Regions from separate parts of the Gadus morhua genome. Here region 1 is linked to region 2. The links are chromatin contacts, called in public Hi-C maps. All regions are on one chromosome and are shown on one strand. The core of a region is the stretch at or near the end of the contact, and the rest is flanking DNA. Distances in the headings are between cores, read along the strand shown. Region 1 holds the start of meis2a (Meis homeobox 2a). Region 2 holds the start of cdin1 (CDAN1 interacting nuclease 1).

What was found. A called contact is a pair of places that touch in the nucleus more often than the background predicts.
Region 1: a contact with region 2 is called in a Hi-C map of heart, with 5 times the contacts expected there. The contact joins the promoter of meis2a here to the promoter of cdin1 in region 2. A contact is called at or near these places in 2 of 6 Hi-C or Micro-C datasets (gill and heart).

What each region holds. Positions count from the first base shown.
Region 1 is chr5:16,084,338-16,090,299 of gadMor3.0, forward strand. meis2a (Meis homeobox 2a) reads right to left here and starts at 3,634. Exons shown (of 11, transcript XM_030356219.1): 1 at 3,418-3,634; 2 at 2,239-3,087; 3 at 1,447-1,679; 4 at 692-833; 5 at 364-414. The coding sequence starts at 2,250.
Region 2 is chr5:15,911,788-15,917,380 of gadMor3.0, forward strand. It overlaps cdin1 (CDAN1 interacting nuclease 1), which reads left to right and starts at 2,749. Exons shown (of 12, transcript XM_030356754.1): 1 at 2,749-2,847; 2 at 3,086-3,204. The coding sequence starts at 3,104.

The DNA.
Region 1 (5,962 bases), core at 2,384-4,883, 170 kb after region 2:
TAAGGCAAATAAACAAAGTTAAAGGCAGATTGTGTGCACATAGCTTTCTAGTGACCATGGCTACAGGGGAGTTGACCCGCCGAGGGAATCCAGCGTCTATCCCATAATGAGGCTACGCTCTCGGCCTCCTGTTGGTAGCATTTCACGTTGCCACTCCACACCCCTCTGAGCAATAATCCGAGCTTTATTTTGAAACAATGTATTTGTCCTTGAATGTTTACTTTCTGGAATATGCACTCACTTTGCCCTGGGTATTGTTGTGGTTATACGGACCACTGTCCACACAAATTAGGAGAGTTAATAATAGGTGGGGAAAAAAATATATATTTAGGGACATAGAGCAATATCAAATGATGAGCTTACCAAATTGTCCAACTCTGGATTTGATGAAAATAAAGGTTTTTCTGCGCGGACCTAAAAATACACACAGAATATGAATATTAATTTACATGTGAAATCCCCAGCCTAATTATGCAATTGTGAAATATAACAATATCTACGTTATTAATTTGACTCAATGAAACAATTAACGACATATTATTTCCTATAGGCTAATTAAAAAAAACATAAATACTCTCAAATGAGTCCCATCCACTGTAACTTCCACTGTAAACCATAATCCCCCGAGCTCCTATTGAACGCACAACGCGCGTTCGAAGGTGATTTGAAGTTAACACGTTATTAAATTGACCTGTTTGGCAAAGACTGCGATGTCCTCGTTGAATGAATCTGAAGAGCAGACGTCGCCGCCCGCCACACCGGGCTCCCTCGGAGTGCAGGTCGCCAGCTCGCACTTCTCAAAAACCAGCGCGAGCAGGGGAAATAAAGGGTGACTGCAAAAAGAGAGAAGACATAGACCATCTATTTAAACCCATGCTCCCAGAAAGACTCGGCGTAGGCCTACATGCGATCTGAACCACCCCAGCGAGTGCGTGTATAAGATAACTACAAACAAACAAAACAACTCATCGAAGCTGTGATGTTCTAACGCTTTACGGCACTGCCAGTTGACACTCATTGCATGTTGTGCTGTTGTGGTTAGGACGATATTTCAGAAAGCATCTAAGAACTTTTTGTAGTCGAAATCAAAACAAGTCAGCCTACTTGAAGACAATAACAAGTTTGTTTTTTGCTTCGTGCTTTGGCTACCATATCCTTATAATAATATAGTCGTTAAGGTTGTATGAATCCCAATTAAAGAATGTAGAATGTAATTTTTATTTTTGTAGACTGAACATAAATATATTTTAATTCTATTTTAAGGGTGTCACTTGTAGTTTCATGATAAGTGCGTAAAATCCAAATCCACTAGAATGACCTGCCTAAAAACGTCTAAATTATAATTGCCATTTTTATAAAACAAATCAGCAGAGCGCAATCCCACATCCAGAAAACACTGCAATGATTCGCCGTAGGTATACAAGAGTTTCTGTTTTCTTCACCTACCCATAAATTTGATCTTTATCCCTCTTTAGAACGTCGTTGACAGCGGAGCCCATGCTAGTGGGCATAACGTTGGGATGGGGGGCATGAGCCCCGTAGTGTTGGCTGGCGTGGAGCGGGGGACCATGGTTCAAGTGATGGACCTGAGGAAGCGGCCGAGGAGCGTGCGGGTCTCCGTACATAGACGCCGGGACTCCCACTCCGTCCATCCCACCGTAGTGGGCCAGCTCATCGTACTGGAACAAAAAATCATCAAACCAAGCGTTAACCACCGCCGCACCGACTCTTGAACAAAACCGATAGAGATACACAGCTGTTGTATTAAACGTTGCTTTTACAATTTCCAAGAATATAAGAAATACACTCGTTTGCTTTTGCCTTTTACTCTAGCGATGTTGGAGAAAAATAAAGAGCATAAGCCACATTCCTCTCGCTGCGCCGTACATTGTTAAAAGTAGAAAGTAGACCTATGGCTAAAACAATCAATGCAATCCAAAAGATTTGTCATTACCAAAAACATTGTAAACTTCTTTATCGCCGAAGGAGAGTTACTTTGGCAAAACACCGAATTAGTTTGCAGTCCTCTGTGAAAGTGCTCCACGATACACGCAGAGGCAGTCGGTTAAGCAAAGGCTGTCACTTTGCTTGAAGAGTAAGGCACTGCAAAAATGTCAAATATAGGTCTACTGTCTTACGAATACTTTGTAAAGTAGCTCCCACCGACAAGAGGATAGCGATACTGAGGCCTTCCTATAATGGATTTGTATAGATAAGTGTTGGAGATTTAAAACCTACCCTTTGCGCCATCAGACTGCCCTCCAATAAACTCCTCAATGTGTCGAATATTTAATATCCCAGTACGGTTGGAAAGTGATTTAGTAGTAAGATTCCCCTTTCAAACAACTTTGCGAATTCTCCTATTCGCTAATGTGCTTCAGTTGAAGTAGTAGCATGAGGAGTTTTACAATTTTTCTTGTTTTCCTCTTTCCTCAAAAAAGAAAAAAATGCGCCAAACTGAAGGTTACAATCGGCCCATCAACAACCTGCATGTAACTAAACTGTCGTGTCTCATGGCTTTTTGCCACTCCAGCTGTCAATCAAAGCCAGAGGTTGTCAAGGTAATGAATGAATGATGGTTGGTGATGATGTTCAAGAGAAGATGAATCTTTTTAGCCCGTTTTCATCCCGCAAGTCCGCGTCCCCTTCTCTCACTCCGGATCGCTGTGTTGTTTTATTGTAAGTGTAAAAAAAAAAGAAAAATCAGAAGAAATTAAGGGATCGCAGTTGCAGATCTTTCCTCCTTTTTCCCCCCGTAGGTATTTGGTCTATCTCGCGGTCTGAGATGAGTGAGTGTCAGCGCGTGTTGGCAGGTTGGCTGCTTGCTTGCTTATAGAACAGAGTCAGTTCGCTGCGCTGATCGGTGGGCGAATGAAATGACGGATCCCGGAAGTAGTGGTGGCCATAGCCAGTCCTGCAGCAGCTCGACGAGAGAGGAGAGACCCAATCCTGTGATATGCAGAGTATGCACGACGAGGACGGCTTCAACTCTTCACGGGGGGAAAAGCCAAACAACACTTCTTCTTCTTCTTCTTCTTCCTCCTCTTCTTCTTCTTCCCCCAGCAATTCCTCTCGTCGAAAAGACTCCTGAAGTAAAACAGAAATCGCAAGATAAAGAAGTTTTTTTTTTTTTTTTAACCAGCGCGGGTGTTTAGACTGCAGCTGTTAATAATACCGAGTCGAATAAATACAGCCGAGACTAATTCACATGACATAAAAAGCACATTAAAACAGTATTAAGCATGATGATTTCCAAGTTTTACGCACGGTCAACTCGTAGCTAGAGATTAGCAGTCAAATATTCGAACTTTTATCCAGCTTACCGATTACATGCAATGAACACGGTATAAACCATGAGCATCATAAATTAAAAGTATCTGATGCATTTTGAGTTTAATTTATGAGCATGACGCTTACTTGTTATCTGTAGTGGGGTTACAGCCGGTGTGCCTGCAATAGGCTATCTACAGCAATACCTTCCAATCTCACAGATAATTATGCTATATGGCCCGTTAAGGAAATTAAACAATACGGACCACCCCTCTAAGCCTAGAATGAACTTTTCCAGGCAGAGAAAGCTTTTGTGGAGAAGTAATTTTGTGTTTTTCTTTCCTCCAATCCCCTGTCTTGATAGAAATCGTGCCTTACCTCGGAGTAGTCAATTATCAAAGCTCCCCAAGACCATCAATCATGTGAGGAGATTGAAGTTTAGAGGAGGAGCAACGCTCCGGCCATTGATTCCACTGAAGCCCTATTTTCCCCCTCAGCTCTTAGGAACAACACAGGAGCAGGCCATTTATCCCCTTTAATATTTAACTTCATCAACGATAGTGTGCCCTGTGCGTAGATGACATCATCGGGCGTATTGATAGGTTTTCACATACAGGCATCCTCTTATGGCTATCCTTGATTTTTTTTTTGGTGGAAAGTCGACCAAAGTACTCCAAGGTTTATGATGAGCCAGACACATGTACGGAGAGGGAGAGAAAAAACAGGGTTGTTTGGATGCCGTCGGAGGGTCAACAAACTCCCCCCAACTCACAACAACAACAACCAAAAAAAAGCCATATGGTTTATCGAGCCGCACAACAGAAATAGCAATTAAAAAGATTTAATAAATGAAGCAGTGACAACGCTTATGTTTGCTGGCATAAGGGGTGGGAAGACGCCCGGCACACGAGCAAAAAAAGCAGGACTGCAGGGTTGACAAACGGCTGTGTGGACATTTGGTGCGTGCAATACCCCAAGAAGGAACTACAGCGCGGCGCGCACAGCCCCGTGGCGATCACCGTCTCCAGGTCTCTCTCCTCAGCACTCTGCGCTCTGACCGCCGAGCCGCTCTGTAAACACAACCAGCAGCCAGCAGTGTGTGTCTGCTGCCGAAGACTGCTCCTGCTATTTTTATAAGCTAAATACTATCGTTCACATTGATTTGTGCACTAACGGTTTGACGCTTGTTCTTTTCCTCCTCGGGACCAGCGGTGAGTAGCCAAAGCCCTTTTACTGTAGTATAGCGTAACCATTGTGATGGGGGGGTGGGGGGGAGTGGGGGTTATAAGTGAGTTCCGCGTGATTGGGTGTCCTTGACTGCGCTGTGTAATGGGAAGTTTTGTAATTGTTTTATTAAATTGAACTGTGTTATTGGGGTGTTCAGGTTTTAGTCAGTGTTTTTGTGTGTAAAATGTAGTTTCCGCGAAATATATTGAAATGTTTGAGCGAAAATAAAAAAAATAAAACATTAATCATGAAAAAATGCTACATCGTTTCGCTTTTATTTTGAAAACATGTAATTATCCCCCAAAAGGACGGATGCAAACAGTCAAGAGAGCGTGCGAAAATTGCAACGCTTAATTATGCGTAACCGATGCTTGCTTCTCCAGAAACGTATTATGTGCCCTTAAACACCCATCAAGAAATTGGACGGGTTGCATTATTAAAAGTTTTTACTTTTGCTAAAACGTGTGGTCAATTACCGGAAACAACAGCCTATGACCAATGCGCGTAAATATATTGCAAAAGGGCATTACATCGAGCCTAAAAAGTGTATACGTAGTGTGTTGTCCATGTAGCCTACAACGCCTTTTTAATGTGTTCTTCTAACTTGTAGGCTATTTAACACTTTTTTTTACTCCCAATGAAAAAATAGCCTACAATATTCAAGTTGGTATTAATTAAGACGTCTAATAAATTAGGCATACAATAGATAACTGTCAAAAAAAATCCCCAGTTCTGTATTATAGAGGAAAGTCTACTACATTAGCCTACTATATTACTATATTCACAATGGTCTGTTTTACAATGCGATTGTATACGAATGGGAGGGAGAAAGAAATCAGTGTAACTCCGCGCGTAACTGAGTCAACGTGTAGATCATTCACCACTACGGAGGATGGCATTAACAGGCGGTAAAATTTCATCTGGTGGTGTCAAATTGAGGTCATTTTAGGGTTAAAGCGCTCGGTGTCCGCGCGGGACAAGGCCAGCTGCGTTTGGATTCATTAGGGGACAGGGGATCCATTTCAAGGAAAACACTACGGAGACAAGCACGAGGCTAAAGATCCTCTCCATGTCATCCTTAAGGTGCATATTAAGAAGCCCCACTGTATAATCCAACAACACCCCCCCAAAAAAACTTCAATTTTCTAAGTCAACCCTCTATGTTGACACACTCGCAGGACTTATCTTGGCCCTTGTTGCCCTGAGGTTTGCCTCTCTCTCTATGCAAGCCTGTTGCCCGATATGGAGAGTTGTATTGTTGGTTTAATTCCTTCAAAAAGATCACTGATATGAAACGAGTTTTAAATCCTCTTAGTGACCTTAAACACTCTTGGGGAAACAATTGTCCATGAACCACGGGGACAAATAAAATCGACTTAATCTCGTTTGTAACTTTGTTCTTTCGCTGGCCCTTCACCGGTAGGCTATTTTAGATTATGTAAATGAACACGACTATGTGGAGAGC
Region 2 (5,593 bases), core at 1,499-3,998:
CTACTGGTATTTCCTGGTCATGGCTTGCCTTGTGTTTAAGCCCATGTGTCTTTTCAAAGCAGAGAATCCAGACTCACTAAAGGCTGGAGGATAACTCTGTAGTGCAGCAGGAATGAAGTCACCTTTGCATCAAGAAAAAAATAACATTATGGCAGCACTGCTGACAATCCAATGTGAGACAGGAGAAAAACTGAGCCTTCTTTGTGTAGTAATGTAGTAAGTATGTTACTCGATACTGCAACGGGACGACTAACGTGTGAGTGTGCAATTTTCTCCAACAGCACAAAGTGGACGGGAAGTTACGCAACCTAACAAATTTTCTGATTTGACCGGTCGCAAATCTACTTTTGATGAAAGACTAGCAACCGACACCCCTCCATGCTTTGCCCCCCCCCCCCCACACACACACGTCATGCATTTTGCCCACTGACATCCACACACACTACTTGCTCTTGGAGGGGAGATGTGAATGTGTCCTGCGCATCACAGGTCCTCTACATAACCAAACATATACAAGATAATAATATATACAAGTGCCATTAGCAGTGGCGCGGTGCCTAGCACTACAATGGAGAGTGGGGAGCAGCGGAGCAGAGATCAGCGCCTCATATTCTGCTTATCGGAGGGAGACATCCTTTGTGGAAGCGTCTCCCACTGTGAGCAGGCTTCACAGCTGGTTAGCGGCACTGCGCGTACCGCTGCCCTGTTTACACACAGGCTCTGAGGCGCTCCCCTCTAGTCTCTTTACCCCACAATCTGTCCTTTTTCTTTCTGTACCTATATCCTCGCTGCAGTGGGCCCGAACATCCACCCCCTCCTCCATCGCTCTATTCAGGTCACCTCTCTCCCATGCGCGCACGGAGATGCGCACGGAGATGCACGCACGCGCGTGCGCGCGCACACACACACACACACACACACACACACACACACACACACACACACACACACACACACACACACACACACACACACACACACACACACACACACACACACACACACACACACACACACAGTATTGCTGTGGATCACATTGGCATTTGAATGCAGACACGGCCGCTAACTCACTCATGCGGTGGTGGTGTGTGCGGGTGCATGCATGTGAGCTTGCATATAAGGTCACACGGAGATGCATACACACACACACACGCAGACACAATCCACCATCTCTGATCCCCCTCGCATTCAGAGCCATTACATTACATTACCAAACCCCTTTTCAGATTTGTATCTTTTTTATACCATACACTGATCCTTTTATACACATTACACACACACAGACAATCACAGTCCCTGCCAAACCCCCCCCACCTCCTCACCCGGCCACCCCTCCACCACTGAACCTTTGATACCTAGATGAGTGAACGGTTCCCTCTTCCCCTGACCTCAGACCTTTCAATCACACCACACTGCAGTGCCGGTCGGACCGCTGATATTATCTGGTCATACCAATCCCCCCTACACCCTGCTTATACTCCCCCCAGTACACAGTTTCCTTTTGTGGGCCGCCACGCAGCAATGGGCACCCCTGGACCCAACGAGACGACAGGGAGTGGTAGTGGGTGAATACACAACCCCAGAGCTCAGTTCATCACACACATCACACTACACTGGCCGACAACAATGGAGCTCTATTTTTCTGACACAGCACAGGGTCAGATTGAGGGTCATTTTCGTTTTCTTTTTGTTCTATGAAGTAGTCTTTTCATACATGCCGGGTTTAGACAAAGACAGTGTCATCAAATGTAGACCTACTACGTACACATATAAGTATATCAATTATATTAATTCTATTTTTTTTTTTAAAGACATTTCATTATTTACAGATCGAGTTGAATTGATTGGGAGTAAGTTCACTTTGAGCTAAGATTAGGAAATTGCATGAGGGGAATTTATTTAAAGACATTTGGTGTGTTATGGAAACCAAAATCTTACTAAGACATCAATCACCTTATCAATGTAGGGGCATGAATATATCAAGTCAGAAGACACAGGAGATAAAGACATTTACATGCCATTTTAAGTTGGTGGATATTAGAAACAGATCTTAATCTCAATGCAAGTTTAGCTACTGCATTTTAATTGAAAACACAAGACTGTATTCTTTGTAAAACATTAAAATAAATATTTCACAATTGTTCCCCAAAAAAGTTAAATAGGCTATACTTATACATTATAATATACAGCATTTGAATAAACACAGACAGACAAAAACACAGCAGATCTGATATAAAAATGGGAGGAAATTGATACTTACATGTACAGGTAATGTTCAACTGTCAAAAAATATTATGTAAGGGCAGGGACAATCAAAAAATATATGTGTTTAGGTAGCCTAATAGCATGCATATCTGAAAGGAAATAACTTTTGTTCATTTTGGTCACGGATGATAAGCTAGGCTACACGCATGGATTCAACGATATAAATGATTAACTGAATAAATACGTATAAAGATTTAAATCAAACAAGACTAACACAAATGCAGACTAAATAGCAAATAGATATATCTGCATATGAAGGCGTGCTTACACGCAAAAAAAAAAGTTTAAAAAGGAGTCCTTTCATGCTTCTTTTTTGGGCAGATTTGGTTTTCTATGTCTTTGGAAAATAAAAGGCATTATTCATGCAAACATTGAAGTCCGTGCAGCATCAAAACAGTTCCGTAGAATAGCATGGTTGATCTGGACTCCGCCCTATCTATCTCTCAAACCAATTGCCTGCCGCTATGCTTAGTTCCCCGGACTAATCGACCAACCAGAGCACTGCTCTTAGGAAACCCTGTCCTTCAACTTCCTCGCGGGAAGCTATCAGGAAACTGTTACGGATTATTTCGTGCGTCCCTGGTAAATTAAGCTTTTTACTTGTTTACATTATTTGTTTAAAATGTATCTTTATCTTCTCATAATATACCTATTTGCTATAATATCAAATAGGCTAGACGTAGCAATGTGTGCGAACTGTAACCAGAGTTATGCTATGATGTGAAGCTAGACTGCATTAGCAACCTTTCGATTGTAGGCGCAGCTGCTTTTGACAACCTAGCAATCAATCAGCTGTCATGTTGTTGTTTACCTTTAACAGACACGGAACTGCACGAAGATGAGGCTATCTCGAGCCGAACATAAAGACATAGTCCGATGCACTGAGCACCTCAGACCTACGCGTCAGTGTATGAAGATACTAAAGGATAGATTTCCAAAGTAAGTATGGAATAAAAGTACGTTTTCAAAGCAGCTGCAAGTGGCAGATTCATTCTCACTTGTGTTCCGGCGGGCTAGAGTAGAGGAGATGGAAGGGGGCTTTTATTACCATGCAACTGTTATGTAATCTTAGGGGCACACTGCATAGTGTACAAGGATGGTTTCATTAAAACAAAAAACAACACGTGTGTATTTTTTACTATATATATATATGAAACTAGTAGTAGTCTCCTAAATGTATTTTTGTCATATTTATATCGCTAAGTCTCTCGATTTTATTATTTATTGCAATTATGGCTAATATTAATAATCGTTTTTCATTGCGCTACACTTGTTTATTTTTATGTCCCACCAAAAAGTATTTAATGACCTATTTCTAAATTTCACAATGCAATTTTATACTTTATTATTTTTTTGCATTTCATCGCATTGTTCATCATGCTGTTGCCTACTGCTCCGCCAAGCAGATGCTGCACAATAAGAAATCGAAGTGCAGGGTTAATGGCTGTGTTTGTGCCTCTCCTTGACACTGAGGGCCCTCTCCTTATTGAATGGAACACGTGTAGTCCCTCAAGGCCAACCCGGACACCACAGCTGATCCTGCTGAGGTCACTTGCAAAGTCGCATGCATTCTGGGCTTCCTACTTCTATTGTGCCTTAATCACCATTTTACAAGTAGCGATCAGGTCCCCAAAGGGGGGACACAGGCTACCTGGGTCCTGCCTTTGTTCTCACTGTCAGCATTTTGCAGAAAATTGTGTGCAAAGTGTATTCAATATGCGGGACGTATAGGCACCGCTTTTCAAAGAATCCGCATAATCGGGGCAATAACTTTTCCCCTTTATGTTTGTTTATAATGCAAACTTCCTGTGGCCAATAGTAGACCTTTCCCTGAAGCTTAGGAGGCCGCTGTTGGTTGAAGAAATGATGAAAGGAAAACATTTAGAATAGATTCATTCCAATAATCCTGCATCATCAGTATCTCCTGGGGGTGCTGGCCCTGTTGTTTAGTTTTGCCGGTTATTGTTATTATTTCGTTCACCATAACCAATCTTTGGGAGGCCCCTGCTCTTTTTAAAATCCCCGAGCCTCGTCACCGGGCCTGACGGACAGGAACAGCAGCAGTGTTTTCACAGCCTGCAAAATTATTCTGGTTGTCCAATCAGCTGAGCTGGGCTGTGGAGGGTTTGTGATTGGACTGGCAGGAAATCAGGCTCTTAAGACATAACATATCGACTAGGCCATCCATCATCTCTTAGCATGCGCCGAGGCACGGCAGTCAACCAAACCCCCGGCCCCCTCCTCTCGCTCCCCTCCTCCTTCCATCCACCCACCCCCCCTGTCCAAGAGGACTGCGTGGGAGCTCTGCCCGACACTGCGTAAATATTGGCCCTGCCTGAGCTGGCGATTTGAAGGGACATAGGGTGGTGGTGGTGGTGGTGGGGAGAGTTGGTTGTGGGAAGGGGTGGAATAACAGCCTTGCTACAAAAAAATGGCTACTGGAATTTTTGGGGTAAATCTGATGAAAATGAAGAATAGACTTATATCTGGGTATTGACATTTTTTATCATCCTGATAGACTTTTTTCAGATGACGCTGGACATATTTATTCATAGGCCTATCTATCATATGGCGTCTGCTAGTGCTGAACTGAAGCTGTCCTGGTGTCAGGAAGGATGCGCCATGTTTCATGCGGTGGAGGGGACTTATCGGTTTGTCATGGTATTGCTTTTGATATACCTTTCTTAAGCATAATCACAGCCATTGTAATCATTGCTTTAATTGGATGGGACACTCAAGATGCTTTGAACCAAATGATGGTGATATGTCCTTTCAGGCTAATTTTCACAGAAGGTCTGTCAGTCTTTCTGCCATGGCCATAAGTATGAATAGTGGGAGGAGAAAAAGGGAGGATGGCATAGATAAAGAAAGAAAGAGAGGGTGTGCAATGTGTAGTCCCTCATCTGTAACGCCTGCATAACACAGATGTTGGGAGTCATCTGTCAGCCAGGCCTCTCCTGCAGGGCCCAAGCTGCTCAGAGGGGAAAAGAATTGGACACGGTGCTGTCACTTTTTACCCCCGTTTACAATGGAGGGGCATGCAAATACCCTCCCCCCCCTCCTCCCTGCCTCCCCTTTCCCTCCTCCCCACCAACCCTGCCACTTCTCTCCCTTGCCCTCTCCCCAGCAGCCATATCCCGACTAGCACCAGGCTGCTGCTTGCAGCTACAATGAGGAGCAGGCAGTCAGCGAGGTGGCGGTGGGGGCTCATTGCAGGCCGGTTGTGGGGGTGTGGGGTTTTCTGACATCACTCCCGTCAGGCCATTCTCCAGCCGTGTATTAGAATTGGAAATGACGGTCTGCTCTCTGAGGCCTCGCCTGGATTCCC